5 separate regions of the Mus musculus genome follow, and all the other regions are linked to region 1. Evidence: chromatin contacts called from public HiChIP or PLAC-seq data. All regions are on one chromosome and are shown on one strand. The core of a region is the stretch at or near the end of the contact, and the rest is flanking DNA. Distances in the headings are between cores, read along the strand shown.

Region 1 (2,779 bases), core at 188-2,687:
TACCTCAGACCCAATCTTGGCTCCATGTACCATGCCATACCGCTTTCCTTCAACGATCCCCAAGCTACTGCCTTCTTCATAGCCTTCCTGATATCCCTCCCCATGGAATCTGTGATAAAGAAACACACATCATCAGGCAAGATACCTCTTCCTGCCTTGTATTATCCAGATCCCACTGGACCCAGCAGTCTGGGTAGTAGGAAAAGCTTAAAACTCAAGTCACAGAATACAGCTTCTAGGTCTAGCTCTTCTACACCCTGGCCCATTACTGTGCCCATTAGTCCCATTTTTGAGGCAGTATCTCACTGTGCAGCCAAGGCTGGCCTCCAATTCAAGCAGCCCTGCCTCTAGCTCTTGAATGCTGAGATTACAGGTGTGTGCCACCATCTCCAAGAGGAGCCCTGATACATATGGGCTACATTCTGTGGCAAACACTCTACTAACTGAACTACAGCCCCAACCCCTAGAAAGCCAGGTTATCATCTGTAACTGTAGGTAGGCTACACAGATGACTACCAAACCCAGCCGAGCACCAGAACCCACAAGGAAAATGTAAAGATACAAACTCAAGCAAGCTCGGAACACACTAGGAATCTACTTTTGAAAATGTAGGTGTGAGGGTAGGTGCATCTGAGCCTACATGCCATCATAACTCAACCTGTTTGTTTCTAAAACACTCCAAGCACCCAGGACTCCTCACACCTCTGTAGAGGTACAGAAAATGTCCCCAAGATCAAGACAGTATGCCACCACTGGGATGCTCTGGGTAGGTGGGTATTATTGTGTCTAAGAGTTCAACCCTCAAACTGGCAATAAATTGCTGCCGGCGCTGTTGAAGGAATGTTCTGGAAGCCCCCATGTGAGGCAGTGAACAGCTCCCCATTTGGGGGCGTGGGCATCTGCCAGGACCCGACTCCCTAAACCGAGCCTGAGCAGTCACCCGGGGAGGTACCCAACCCACAATGAGCAGCCAGCCTGGAGAGGCCAAGATGACCTGGGCCACCGTCCCGCCCAGGCGTTCCCTGGGGACTTTTCAGGATCCAAAGGGGCCTGCCCGACATATCCATCAGCAGACCCATGAATACCGCCGTATGTGCGGCAATTAAAGGACAAGAAAAAGTGGCAGCTCGCAGATGGCGAAGGCGGGTATCCCCGAGGACTGCCCAGCAGCTGCCGGGGCGGGGCGGAGCCGGGTCTCTCTGCCCACCTCTCATCCGCCATCACGACGGCGTCAAATATGTCCTGCTCCACGGCCATGGCGGTGTCTCGGCTCTCCCCCGGCCCTCGCATTCCTTTCATTCTGTGTAGTAATCGCCAACTGGCGAGACGCGATCACAAACGCCCGGATTGTCAGAATGAAGAAGACACTTCCGTGTATGCCGCGCGGAGCAGGGCGGGTAAGGACGGCAAGCTAAAGAAGCCAAAAAAAAAAAAAAAGCCCATCCCACTGCGCATGGGTAGATGCTACATGGGCGGGGCTAGCCCGAGGGAAGCCTTGCTCCTCCTCCTTGGTACCGCTCGCTCCGTGGTGGGTGGGGCGGGTCAGGTCGCTTGGGGCACGTCGTCTGGGTCGCTCGCGGTGTCCAGACGAACCCTGCTTTTATTTTCAAAATCCAAACAGATGGGACCGAATTCACAAACGTGGGTCTTAAAGAAATGAGAAAAGTTACCAAAGATCTGGCACAGGGGCGTTCCCAGGAAATGGAGGAAGGGCCCAAGGGGCAGGCTTCAAGGAGGGAGGAGTATCCGGCATCCTCTGCTGTCACCGGACTGTCAATCACCGCATCTGTACACTGCACCGGACCCTCCCTGAGGGCTGGAAACGATTTGATACTGCGATATCCTAAAGGGCAGATAATAAATATTGCCCCCAGACATGAAAATGCCCTTGGGGGGGGGTCTTTGAAAATGAAAAAGGTTGTGTGTGCCAGTTACCTTGTTTTTTTTTGGTCTTTTTGTTATTTTGTCTTTTTTTTTTTTTTTTTTTTTTTCCAGAGCTGAGGACCGAACCCAGGGCCTTGCGCTTGCTAGGCAAGCGCTCTACCACTGAGCTAAATCCCCAACCCCGAACGCTAGCACTTGCTGCCAGTATTTAAAGCAAAACTGAAGTATTTCATACACAGTCAAGTATCAGGTGGTTCCGAAGGGCTGGCCGGCAGGAGGAGCCACTTTGTCCAAGCGCTCCAATCTCACAGGCACCCACTCTTCAAACAGCAGAAATTGAAGTTAGTTTTCTCATCATTTCCATCAGAGATACCTTCCAAAGTATAGTTTTAAAGAGTATTCCACAGTACAGTAAGTTCCTTAGGCAACAATTGCTAACAAGTTAATCAGCTCCTGTATAAAAGAGACCAGAGATACAACACTGTAATTGATGGAGGGCTGAATAAGTAAACACGCCACTTGAACTGAATTTCATCTGTGCAAATGAATCCTTAACTATAACAAAATGCTTTTTGAAAATGAGAACTACTGTGTCAGACAGAAGAGAGAAGTTTGAGTCTGGTGATGAACATGATGGCATGTTGACTGAAGAAGAGATAAGCCTGGAGAACAGCCTAGAATGTCTCCTAGGAGTAAAACTTCCGTGATAAAAATAAAATCACAAACTTCAGGAAGGATAGAGCAGTGAGCACTCGCCATGACAGGCAAGTATGGTTTCTCAGGAAAATAAAGTGAGTCCCTCACACTCTGCTCACGCTGCTCACACTGCTCATCAGAAGAGTCTACACCAAGTAAAAAGTTAACCACAAAAAGAAAAAGGAGGCCAGGTGCGGTG
Region 2 (2,779 bases), core at 206-2,705, 330 kb before region 1:
GTAGCCACTGGGCCATCTTCCCGTTGCTTCCTGATGGCCTCCTCCTGTAGGTGGCTGGCTGGAATCCAGGACTGATGCTTGCTCTGTTGCTGGGGCCCAGGAGCCGGGCGTTTGATGTGGTCTTAGTCTGCTCCTCCTAGGAGTAGGCTCTTGTCCCTAATGCAGCCCAGATTAAGTTTCCAGCCTTGGAGATAATTGGTGGTTTTTATTCACAGGTTAGAACAGCACCTTGCTTCAGAAAGAAAGCCCGTGGGGCCTGGGCACACCACTGCTCTTAAACGTTAGAGGAGGCGTGGGGCTCGGGTGACGCGCCTCACATCAAAGTGGCCAGCAGAAGCTGGGGGCAGCAGGCGGGCATCACCCTGCCCTCTAATCACACTTTGGGGGTCTGGGCTTTTCTTCTGGGTCATTCAGTCAGAGCCTCACCAGGCAGGAGTGCGGCACACACCTGTGGGGCACCTGGCTGCCTCCTGCCCTACAGCAGTTGGCTAATCCAGGCAGGGACTGGGGCCCCAGCAGCACCTGTCTCTAGGTGAGCCAGGCCTTCCTCCCTGCCTCCTTGGCCCTGATCCTTTGGCCTTTAATGGGAGGTGGGGGTTCTCACATAACCCGGGGCTGGTCTTGTACTCACCCTTTTTCTGAGGGTGACCTTGAACTTCCGGCCTTTCGTCTTTTGCCTCCCTAACGTTGGTATTGCAATCCTGTGCCACCAGGCCCAGCTCGTGTAGTGCTCGGACCAAATCCAGGCATCATGCACACTAGACAAACACACCACCAACAGAACCACACTCACAGCTGTGGACTCTTCTTTTCGCCACAGCTGAGGGATGCATCGCCACAGCTTCTATGGTGGACAGGTGAAGAACACTACCTCACTGAACCCGGAGTTCAAGGCCTGGCACTTACCAGGAGGACTCTATGGACATAGTTCTGGGCCCTGTCTCAAAGCTTCTGATTGTGAGGGTAGATGAGGGGCTGTTCCTAGAGCTGAACTGGGCCCCCTCCTTCCCCCTCTTTGCCTTTCCTTGTTTTTAGTCAACAGGAGGAACGTCCACAGTTGTGGTTGCTTTTATTCTCAAAAGCAGCCCTGGAGGAGCACAGTTAACTCAGGCGCTTCCCCACAGCTCAGGTGACACAAATGGTCCCCTTGGGTGGATTCAGGGAAGAGCAGTACCCTGGTGCTGTTGTCGCCCCATCTCCATGGAGTTGGGATGGGATACTTGGCCAGCGGGGTTCTAGCAGGAAACCCTCTTCTCCATGAAGAACCTGGTTGGAGCATGTCATGTGCAGGGGCAGAGAGCCATGTGCAGGGGCAGAGAAGGACTCCTAAGAGCTGCTGGGCAGAACTTGAATCCCACAGCTAAGCCACCATCTGAAGCTGCATGCATGAGGTGGTCAAGGTCTGGGCCCACTCGCTTCCTGCCTTGGTCTTAGATATGCAGACCATGTCTCCTGTCTATCCCTCTTCTGGAGGAAGTGGTAGATAGTGAGAAGCCCAACCTAGACCAGGGACTTCCTGCAGGGCAGCTCCCAGGTTTCAAGGCTTTGGTAACTAGTAGACTGTTAGCTTCCCTGATGGTGGGGGAGGGGCGCCAAGAGACTGGATAGGGGTGGGTGAAAAGGCTCTGGAGTGGCTAAACCTTCTTCTGGGGTCCACTGTCTCCTTACTCCCTACCCAGGGCTGGGAGCCATTAGCGACCATCTGTTGTACTTAGAGCCCAGGACCGGCCAGGCTGATGGGCTCTGCTGCAGGGGAGACCCCACTCTGCCTGGTGGTCTTGCATGAGTTCTGCTTGCCACGGAAGAGAACAAGGGCCAGTCTTGGACCGGGTTGAGGGAGGCACCTCTTGCACTTAGGGATGGCAATTCTTGACCAATAGTTTCCTCAGGCCTAGAGCATCCTTCATTTTGGAGACCCCTGAGAAACCAAAACCACTGTTTTTCAGGTAGGGAAACTGAAGCCAGAGAGAAGAGGGACTGCTGCGGCTGCGGCTGCGGATGCTGTGTGGCCTAGATGGGGTGAGCCCTGGGCATTTGTTAGGGTTAATCCGTGGTGGTCTCACCAAACTCAGGCTGACTGCAGGATGCAAAAGGCTCCCCTTTCCCCTGGTGACAAGCATGTTGGCTCATGATGGTTGTCAGCCTGCCCCTAAGGGCCTCAGCTCTTTGTGAGGCATCAATGTTTAATCCCATTACGCCATTTTAAAAAAATCATATCTAGTGCTTGAGATTAAATCCAGGGCTTCATGCACATGATCAGCGTGAACTCCAGCCATTTGTGATTACTAAAAGAATAGGACTCTGTTGTCTTGATAATGAGCACTGTAATAGTGTGTGTGTGTGTGTGTGTGTGCTTCACATGTATGAGCACATGTGCGTACATATGTATGTGTGTACACGCATGTGGAGGCCAGAGAATAACCTCAGATGTCTACTCCTCAGGAGCCATCTACCTTGTTTGTGAGATAGGGTCTCCCACTAGCCTGGAACTCACCAGCAGGCTTTCCTTTCCCTGTGCTGGGGCAAGCATGAGCTTGTCATTCCTTATTTTAACATGGATTCTGGGGTTGGACTCAAGTCCTCAAGCTTACCAGCAAGTACTGCACTGTCTAAGTGATTACCCCAGCTCTGCAAGGCTCTTGGCAGGACCTGAAGCTGTTGCCCTTCTCCTCTGCACCTCCTGGAAACCCTTACCTCTCAGGGCACCTGCATTTGTGAGAGATAGTTTGGGGCAGAGGCCTTGCTTCCCAGGGGATGAAGATGGCAGGTGTTGACAAGC
Region 3 (2,779 bases), core at 151-2,650, 290 kb before region 1:
CATAAATATAGTTTAAAACAAATGTTGAGAAGAAATGCCAGTAACAGTAGTTACTGACACTGGCTGGGAAGGCCTACTCTTAGCCCAGCTCAAGGCAGCACAGTTTGGCAGAATCAGGTCTAATGCAATGTGGGTTTCCTTTAACCTGCCCTGGAGGCCTCGGACCACATGAAACCAGGGGACATGTGAGAGTCATGATATAGACATGGGAGACTTCAGAGGCTGTAGGGGCCAGGATATAAAGGAAGTGAGCACTGGGCTGGGGAGACAGTTTGGTTGATTGGTTGGTTGGTAAAGAGCTGGCAACACAAGAGTAAGGACTCAAGTTTTATCCTTAGAACCTGTGCAAAAAAGCCAAGTATAGTGACACACTCTTATGATCCCAGCTCTGGGGACATGGAGTCAGAAAGATCACAAGCTCACTGCCACAGTTGGCAGGAGCTGGAACCCCCTCTGCTTTTCACACCAGCCTTCCACTGGCCTCACTAGTGACTGGACTTATACCTGGCAAATATCAGGGAACAGTGAGCAAGGACCTGTCCCTGTCACTTCAATGCTTGAACATGTAGGTGTAGGAAGTCACTGTGGATTCTTCAAGCCTTGAAGATAGCCAGAGTCCCCTGATCTGTTCTCTGTGACAAGGGACAAGAGCCTTCATGACTGAACTCTGAATACCATAGCAAACACTACTTATCTCTGGGTCTTTCATGTTGCTTTGAGCTGTGTCCAATAGCAGGTGATTCTGGATGTGGTGGTCCAAGAGGTCGGTGAGAAATCTAGGAAACAGGAAGGTGGGGATGGAGGAAGCCATAAAAAGAGGGTTGACTTTTGGCCTTCTCCACCCAATTTGGGGATGTCTGGTGGCTGTGTACCCTTGAGTTAGTCCAGGGGACCAAGAGCCCATCTATTGTATGGTCAAGGTTTGGTAAAAATTTGCCCAGGGGACAGTTCCTGTGGTCCCAATACCGAGGCTGGCGAGACCCTAGTGGACCAGGAAGAGCACAGACCATGCTCATCATCAGTTGTGGGTGACTCAGAGAGTCCCTTTTACCACAGTGGAGAGCACCCTGGTGTCCTCCAGGCAGAGAAGCTGTGTCTTTACTGTCTCCATCTGTGTCTTGCTTCTTCCTATGCTTTCTCCATCCTCCCTGACTTCATCCTCCAGCATCCCACTGACCTCCTCTGCTAGGAGCAGCTAGGAGGGCCAACACTTGCTTCCCTGAAGGACACACGGCAGACTTTATGCTTGCTGACTCCCAGAGGCATATGAGCAGGAAGGGTCAGGCCTCCTTGACCCCAGAGTCTCCTGTGTCTTGATGCCATGTGACCTGGGACAATATTGACTTTCCCTATCTGATGGTGTGCTTGATAAACACAGAGCTTTGTTCAAGGCCACCTTGGCTCCACCAGTAATAGGCCCGAGCTGGTGGCCATGCTCAAGTCAGACAGCTTCGGCTTCCAAGAAAGCCTCACCCGGAGATGTGGCCTCTCAGGTGAGTGAAATGCTGGCTAAGGTAAGCCCTTGGCTTCTTCCCTTCCCAAGAGCATGGTGGCATCCATTGGGGGACTCTCACCCCAGATTCACTTGGGTTCCTTTGGTAAGTGAGCAAAGCCTTCTGTCTGAGACATTCCAGAAACCCCTGAGGAGGAAATGTTTGGTGTAATTTCTGGTTAGGCCTGGCTCCTAATTTCTAGATCCTCACTTACATTTGGAGCGTTAGAAAAGCAAACCCAGGAATGTTTCAAGAATGTTGTCCTGAGTGCTGGACTGGGTGGCCTGGCACTGCAGAGTGGGAGACAACCTCGGTCAGTCCCAGGGATGTACCAACTGCAGCGTGAGAGGCGGAGGGTGGACACAGGGAACTTACATACCTCTGGCACACTTGGCGTTAGTGTTGTGGAATCCTCAAATTGGCACCATTCTCAAAATCTCCACTTCCCATTCTATGATGTGCTGCCTGCCAGTCCTTTGTGTTTGTCGTTATTTGAAATCTTCTAGAAAGGCTATACAGGGTGAATACTCTTAATGCCATGAAGGAAAGAGTTCAGAAATAGAGAGAGGCGACCAGTGATAGGCTACAATTCTCCACGTGGAAGGCCCCCTTGCATGTCTCATGGCTTGTTGGACTGCTTCCGGGTGAGACAACTTGGGCTGAAAGTCCAGGAAGGACCCTGTGGCCAAGTATTCTTACTTCTCCCAGTGCCCCTGGCTGCAGGTGAGGTCCTGCTTAGTGGGACACAGGGTTGGCATTAGAAGTAGGGGAGAGCAAGCCAGTTTTTTCTTCATCTAAGGAGACCTCAGCTGTGAGGGGCCAGACTGGGGACAGGGTCCGGGCCAGAGTAGCTCACACAGGGGGACAGAGTCCTCACATGCGTGTGGTCACACGTGTATGTATGAGCACATGTAACTGGCAGACAGATGCTGTTTTTCTGGAAAATTCTGGAGGTGTGTCCTCAGAGCGGCTGCTCTAAGGGTGCTGGGCCTATTTAAGTATTCTCTCTTTGTCTTTCAGAGCAGGGGGCTCTGACCTCATTTCCCAGAGAGGAACCTGAGGTCTAAGGAAGTGAGCATCTTCCTCACCGACACTCAGTGAGTCCCAGGCTAATCAGCCAACAGCCCTGCGTGGGAAGCTGGAAGTGGGTTATAGGGGTTCCTTCCCATAAACCTCCTATGGAGCTGGGGTAGGTGGTGCTCAGCCCATCTCTAGAGGTTGCCCTCCCGGGGTTGTGAGAGGGAGATTAAACCCACTCCTCCAGGTTCCAGACCCTTTCTGGGGCG
Region 4 (2,779 bases), core at 206-2,705, 290 kb after region 1:
AGTGTGCATGTGTGCATGCATGTGTATGCACATGTGTACCTGTGCACATGCATGTGCGCTTGAACATGCTTGAGTGTGTGTGTCTGTATGTTGTGTGCACGTGCACATGCACATGTGCATGTGTGTGTGTACATGTGTGTGCATGCATACATGTGTGTGTGCATATGTGTGTATGCACTCACCTGCCATGTTTTGGTGTCACCCTAATGAAGATGACTAGAAAGAACACTCATGCCTGTTCTCTGGGGACAAGGGCCATTTGCCCATTTTCCTCCCAGTGAGGGTAGGACTTGCCATTTCAGAATCCTTCAGGGAGCTTGCCAAAGAGCAACTTCTAGGGCTGATGTGCAGTTTAGAGAGATACCGTGTCTGACCTACTGTGTTGTCACCCAAGACCCTAAATCTGTGTGCTGAACAAGGTTGGTGGGCTGCCCTGTACCTGCAGACATCTTGGGTATATTCTCTAATGAGGGATCTGAAACACAGAAAGGTTAAGTGGTTTGCCAGACATCACACAGGTTGAAACAGAGGGCAGCTCTCCAGCCTGCTTGCCTGCCTGTCTGCCTGACTGCCTACCTCTAAGAACACTCATGCCTGTTCTCTGGGGACAGGGGCCATTTGCCCATTTTCCTCTCTGTTCATACCTTGACATTCAAATGCTCTCCTAGCCCCTGCAAGGTGCCTTCCTGGGAAAGCAGATGTGTGCCCTAAGCAGTGGTGAGGGCACACAGGAAGGGGTTGCCCAGCATGGCTCTCAGGCTGGGAATGGGAGGCTTCTCATGAAATGCCTGTGTGTGATGGTGCAGGAATGAGCCAGTTGTTATTGAACATTGAACATCTACTTTTCCAAGTGCTGTCAGAGTCAGCCTGGGCCCAGGTAACCCTGAGCCTGGCTCAGCCACCATCAATTGATCAATTACACGGATAAATAACAGTGTAAATCAGAGAGGAGAGCCATTCAATGCAGCCACACTGGGATGAGGGTCAAAGAGTTCACCAGTGACTCCCAAGTCTGTCTTTAGGGTCAGGACTCGAGGCTTAGGTTTAAACAGAGGGCAGGAGGAGTGCAGAGCTAAGAGTCCTGGTCAGGGTGTGGTCCTGCCCATCACTGACCCATCACTGTCTCAGTTCCAGTCTCTCCTGCAAGGTGGTCTGACAAGTTCTCAGACCTGTGTGAGGTCTCTTGGGGAGACAAGCTCCCCTCTGTCTGGCACCAGGCTTCAGCTTTTCTCTTCCTCAGCATGAGACTCCTGGGAAAATTCCAATTCCTTGAGTTCCATTGTTTGAACAGTCTGATGGCAGAAGGGAGGGGCCCAGGAGTCTCTTCAGAATTTCTTTGCTCCAGCCAGGATGGTGGGAGTTTGTCAGCGGCCTCTCTCTGAGACCCCATTACTCTGCACCTTCAAAGCACTGCCAGGCCTGAGGAAGAGCAGCTAGAAGCTTTCATTCTTCTGAGACTGGGGTCTCACCAGCATGTCTCCATTGTGTGCCTGTCCATCAAGTAGAGAAGCAAGTACTGGCTGGCTCCACGCCCACCCATTTGAGAGAAAGAGGCCTTGCATCAGAGAAAGGAAGCTTATGTCCAAAGGAAAGAAACAAGAAGGGGCCCACAGGAGAGAGCTGCGGGAAGTAGTAAAGTAAGCAGGAAAAGCCATCCTGGGTCCTTTGCACTGTGAGCTGTCAAGGGCCTTTAGCGGAGATCTCAAATCCCTCATCAATTACCCTTTCATTACCCTCGGAAGGATTAGTTCTCCCCAAATCCCTCCTTCCATTGAGCTCTTTTCCTGCACTCCAGCTGTTCCCAGCTCTGCACAATGGCAGGCCTGCGGTACTGTTCCCCCGCTGGCTGCAATGAGGAGTGGGGCTCAGTGTCCCCCCAGAACTGCTGTTTTAATCTTTAAAAATGCTCTTTAATCTTTGCCTCACTAGCGTGGGCTCAGCAATCCTGGCTTCCGACGGCTCCTGCCTGCCATGTCTGACATCTTAAAGCTCGTAATGAAATGTCACGTTGAGCAACTTTGAGCCCATTTAGCTATTTGCCACCATCAATTTTCCGACATTATAGAATAATCACAGGTCTCAGTCGTCTGTCAGTTTCATGCAGAACAAAGGATGGTGCTTTCTGCCCAGTGGCAGGGTCTGGAGGGACTTCTGAATGACATGTCAGATTAGAGCCTGAGATTTGATGGTGGTGTCCCAGACTGGGCCCCACCACCTCAAGCTGGAAGGGGATGTGGAGAAAGTTACAATGCAGCTGTTGGCTGGTATCAAAAGGCCAGTGGTGGGTCGTGAGCTGAACTTCTGTAGCGAGTAGATTGGGTCTCAGTGACCCACATCAAAATGCAGGGATGCCATTGTCTGCACTGAAGGTTAGGCAGTGGGGAGTCCCAGGCCCTGGAACTCCCTGGAAACCCAGCTCTGAGCCCTGACCGAGCAAGCATCTCTCCTGATGGGAATAATGGTATCACAGGCAGCGATCCAGGGAGCATACCCCATTTCTTTGCATGGCCTGAAGGCCAGACATCCCAGATTCAGATCCTGTGGGGGCAGCAGATCCTGGGGTGTTGGTGCCCTCTCTGGCCATGTCCTCACACAATAGGGAACCCTTCAATAAGGGCTCCTTATTCTACCCTCAAGGGTCCCAGTGGCACCACCTCCCACACCATCTCTTTGAAAGTTGGGACCACAGCATAAAAATGCAGGATTTACATGAACAGAAGTCTATCAGGGAACTAATGCACACATGGTATGGCACATACCATCATCTCATGCTAGCCTT
Region 5 (2,779 bases), core at 170-2,669, 260 kb before region 1:
TGAGGAGGGATTTGAGGGAGTGGGGCACATATGACTTACATAAATAAAACAAGTTGGACTGCAACCAGTCAGGACCCCAGCCCCATGAAAATGAAGACTCAGAGTCCCCATGGGGCTGACTATTAACAATGGTGGCCTTAGTGCTGACGGTGACTCAGGTGGTAGAGAGCCTAGTGTGCATGAGGACCTGGGTTTCATCTTTAGTACTGCACAAACCAGAAACTGGATGTGGAGTATGCCCCTGTTGTCTCAGCACTCAGGAGGCTGAGTCAGAAGGATTGCCAGGAGTTCATAGCTACAGAGAGCAATCCTGTCTCACTAGGAGTGGTACTGAATCCGCAGTGGAGGGAGGAGGCTCCCTCTAATCAGACCTTTGTTTCTTCTGTAGGGCTTAGTGGGCTGCGGGTTTGGTGAGGTCTGATGGCCTGGAATGTCCCCTTTACCCAAACTAGAGGTTGTTCTCCTTTCTCTTCTGTTCTCCAAGCCTGTACTTCAGGATACCGATGACAGTATGTATTTGTCATGGAGGTGCCATGCCACTTGCCAGAGGTCCCATCTCTTCTCTGCTCATTTTAGGCTACACCACGGGGGTACAGGGGTCCCAGCCTCCAGCTGTAGTGTTCTTTTCCTGTTCTTTGCTTACGCAGTTTCATTCCAAACCTGACCTTCAGTCCTATTTTCTCAGGCCTGGGAGAGGGGCTATTCCCCAAAATGAAGGGTGGCACTGGAAGAGCTAAAGAGGGCTGATGTTTGCCTGGGGTCAGGTGGGAGGTGGGTCTGGCCTGCACCATGACAGCAACAGGTTGGCTCCAAACAGACTTGAGGGGGGGGACTGCTTGGTGGCGGCCTCTGGGGCTGTGAGACGTTTGTCCCCATCCTGTCCCGCGGCACAGTTATGATGCGTGAGCTTTCAGTAGATATGACAGCCGCCGGCGGGGGTCCCTGGCCCCTGTCCACGGCTCCACACTTGACTCAGAGTTCATTGGCCCGAACTAATGTCCCCGATGCAAGTCTGTGGACATAACATTCGGGGTGGACGCCGGCTTTTCTTCTTCCCTTTCTCTTAATACATTAAACATGCATTACTGGAGTTCTAACCGGCTCCTCTGACAGCTGTGGAAAAAAAATAAAGAAAATTCGGTTTGAACTTAAAAAGCTGGGGTTTAATTTATGTCCCACCTTTGTCTCTCCGGCCCTTTTCCCTCTTCCGATGGAAAGGCCCCAGGGGGCAGGAGACAGAGGCTGGGCAGGGCCACCCCACGTGGCCCTGCACTGCCTAGCCCTTAATAGGGGCGCCCAGTGGCCAACACGGAGGGGAGTTTTCAGATGGAAATGGGACAAACAATGCGGTCATCTGTCCTACAATCTGTTTTGAAGGGGAAAGAAAGCTCGGCAGAGGGGCGAGGCTGGCTGTACTGGGGAGGCTCCTCTTGGGGAGCCATAGAGGCAGACAGATGTCATGAATACTGATGTGGATGGCGGTCTGCTCAGCAGAGACTCGCCAAGGGCAGAGTGTTGGGAGAAAGCTTCCATGGCGTGGCTGTGCGCAATGAGGGTGGCCTGCCTGCACCCTGGGCCCCAGCTGCCTTTTCTTCCCTCCCTCCCTCCCTCCCTCCCTCCCTCCCTCCCTCCCTCCCTCCCTCCCTCCCTCCCTCCCTCTTTCCATTCTTCCTCTACCTTACTTCTTGCCTCCTATCAATCCTTCCTCCCTCCCTCCCTTCCCCCTCCTTCTCTTTCTTCCCTCTCTCTTCCACTTTCTCCTTCCTTCTCTCCCTCTTGCCCCTCCCCCTCAGGGGGGTCCTTATGATTAAGAATCCTTTTCTTTCTTTCTTTCTTTCTTTCTTTCTTTCTTTCTTTTTTTTTTTAGAGCAGGACTCACAGAAAGTTCTGGCAACTTTGGCACTGAAGCTAAGATGAGAGGCAGCAAGGTGCTACCCTTAGCTTGGGATGTGGGAAAGCCCTCCTCCTAGGCCTCCTCTCAGATGCCTTCCTGAAGTGGGGAAGGAAGAGGCAAGTTTCTGGAACTCTGGGCTTCCATGGAAACCTCAGAAACCTATCAGTCCGAGGTCAAAGCATACTGGACAAAGGTAGCAGTTGTATGAGACTAGATCCTGTGGAGCTCTGACTGTGTGCTAGAGGTATAGAACCCAGGAGGCTGCGGCAGGCTGCTAGCCAAAGCCTGTTCTCACAGACAGGTGAGGATGGAGAGTAGCCATGGCTAAGACCCTTGTTGGGGCTGGAGCCCCCCAGGGAGGAAAATGCCTGCCCTAGCTTTTCATCTCATACTGATCTGCCATCTCTGTGAGGTAGGCAGGACAGTACCAGGCCTCTCATTCACAGATGAGGAAACTGAGGCTCAGAGGAGAGGAGAGAGACAAATTCAGAGGCCCACCAGACGGGGACTTTGGCTGCAGGCACCTAGTTCCAAGGTGAGGTTCACTCCATCTGAGGGACCCACGAGAATTCTGGGTGTGAGTGACTCCCCTGGAACCTGAGAGGAGACCGAGAGAGGCCTCTCCAGGTCCTTCCAGGAATACAGCCTTCGTGTATGCTTGATTGACACTCCTGTAGCGCTAGGCTTGACTGAGCTCTGGGGTGCTACTGAAGGAGCCAGCTTCTTTCCTCCAGCTCCTGAGGCTGCACAGAGGCCCCGCAGGCAGGACTGTGGGAGGTGCTGGCTGTGGAGCAACTCAGAGACATAAGCCACCATCCTCTGGTGCACCTGTGTTCAGCAGACAAGCATTGAGTGCTTCCTGTATACAAGCTTCTTGCTGGTGAC

What was found. HiChIP or PLAC-seq counts read pairs in DNA pulled down with a chosen protein or histone mark.
Region 2: an H3K27ac HiChIP or PLAC-seq map of the HPC-7 cell line shows a contact between it and region 1, with 9 times the contacts expected there. The contact joins the enhancer-like site here to the promoter of LTO1 in region 1. A contact is called at or near these places in 21 of 39 promoter capture datasets (the 3T3-L1 cell line, the C10 cell line, the HPC-7 cell line and 14 more), 6 of 15 datasets of contacts at CTCF or cohesin (the NIH/3T3 cell line, embryonic stem cells and large pre-B cells), 38 of 484 Hi-C or Micro-C datasets (the 63-12 cell line, the AML12 cell line, B-cell progenitors and 25 more), 48 of 115 datasets of contacts at active chromatin or transcription factors (the 230-238 cell line, the 3134 cell line, the HPC-7 cell line and 34 more) and 4 of 9 other capture datasets (adipose tissue, liver, macrophages and 1 more).
Region 3: a contact with region 1 is called in an H3K4me3 HiChIP or PLAC-seq map of bone marrow-derived macrophages, with 7 times the contacts expected there. The contact joins the promoter of Smim38 here to the promoter of LTO1 in region 1. A contact is called at or near these places in 9 of 39 promoter capture datasets (the C10 cell line, the HPC-7 cell line, cranial neural crest and 6 more), 2 of 15 datasets of contacts at CTCF or cohesin (the NIH/3T3 cell line and embryonic stem cells), 5 of 484 Hi-C or Micro-C datasets (the AML12 cell line, bone marrow-derived macrophages, embryonic fibroblasts and 2 more), 27 of 115 datasets of contacts at active chromatin or transcription factors (the 230-238 cell line, the SCID.adh cell line, acute myeloid leukemia and 17 more) and 3 of 9 other capture datasets (adipose tissue, liver and pancreatic islet).
Region 4: a contact with region 1 is called in an H3K4me3 HiChIP or PLAC-seq map of embryonic stem cells, with 11 read pairs. The contact joins the enhancer-like site here to the promoter of LTO1 in region 1. A contact is called at or near these places in 14 of 39 promoter capture datasets (the 3T3-L1 cell line, 3T3-L1-derived adipocytes, the HPC-7 cell line and 10 more) and 5 of 115 datasets of contacts at active chromatin or transcription factors (embryonic stem cells and pancreatic cancer cells).
Region 5: an H3K4me3 HiChIP or PLAC-seq map of embryonic stem cells shows a contact between it and region 1, with 23 read pairs. The contact joins the enhancer-like site here to the promoter of LTO1 in region 1. A contact is called at or near these places in 3 of 39 promoter capture datasets (the HPC-7 cell line and embryonic stem cells), 1 of 484 Hi-C or Micro-C datasets (bone marrow-derived macrophages), 12 of 115 datasets of contacts at active chromatin or transcription factors (the 230-238 cell line, acute myeloid leukemia, bone marrow-derived macrophages and 7 more) and 3 of 9 other capture datasets (adipose tissue, liver and pancreatic islet).

What each region holds. Positions count from the first base shown.
Region 1 is chr7:144,913,758-144,916,536 of GRCm38.p6, reverse strand. It overlaps LTO1 (ABCE maturation factor), which reads right to left and starts at 1,437. Exons shown (of 4, transcript NM_001357869.1): 1 at 1,208-1,437; 2 at 4-109. The coding sequence starts at 1,299. Bc1 (brain cytoplasmic RNA 1) reads right to left here and starts at 2,067. Exons shown (of 1, transcript NR_038088.1): 1 at 1,914-2,067.
Region 2 is chr7:145,247,762-145,250,540 of GRCm38.p6, reverse strand. It overlaps a transcript of Tpcn2 not described here. Among named protein-coding and RNA genes, the nearest start is that of Tpcn2, 35 kb to the left of the region's middle. Within about 2 kb of position 1,455, at least 6 of the 459 cell types and tissues checked have an H3K27ac peak or open chromatin away from gene starts, as enhancers often do. A contact at or near this core is called in the HPC-7 cell line and cerebellum, where this site is marked.
Region 3 is chr7:145,206,740-145,209,518 of GRCm38.p6, reverse strand. Smim38 (small integral membrane protein 38) reads left to right here and starts at 1,400. Exons shown (of 3, transcript NM_001369202.1): 1 at 1,400-1,493; 2 at 2,514-2,590. It also overlaps a transcript of Tpcn2 not described here. RefSeq lists an enhancer at 1,823-2,779.
Region 4 is chr7:144,627,222-144,630,000 of GRCm38.p6, reverse strand. All of the region lies in intron 12 of Ano1 (anoctamin 1, calcium activated chloride channel), which reads left to right. Among named protein-coding and RNA genes, the nearest start is that of Fadd, 46 kb to the right of the region's middle. Within about 2 kb of position 1,455, at least 45 of the 459 cell types and tissues checked have an H3K27ac peak or open chromatin away from gene starts, as enhancers often do. A contact at or near this core is called in embryonic stem cells and stem cell-derived epiblast-like cells, where this site is marked.
Region 5 is chr7:145,171,906-145,174,684 of GRCm38.p6, reverse strand. No RefSeq gene overlaps it. Among named protein-coding and RNA genes, the nearest start is that of Gm45181, 6.4 kb to the right of the region's middle. Within about 2 kb of position 1,419, at least 33 of the 459 cell types and tissues checked have an H3K27ac peak or open chromatin away from gene starts, as enhancers often do. A contact at or near this core is called in embryonic stem cells, where this site is marked.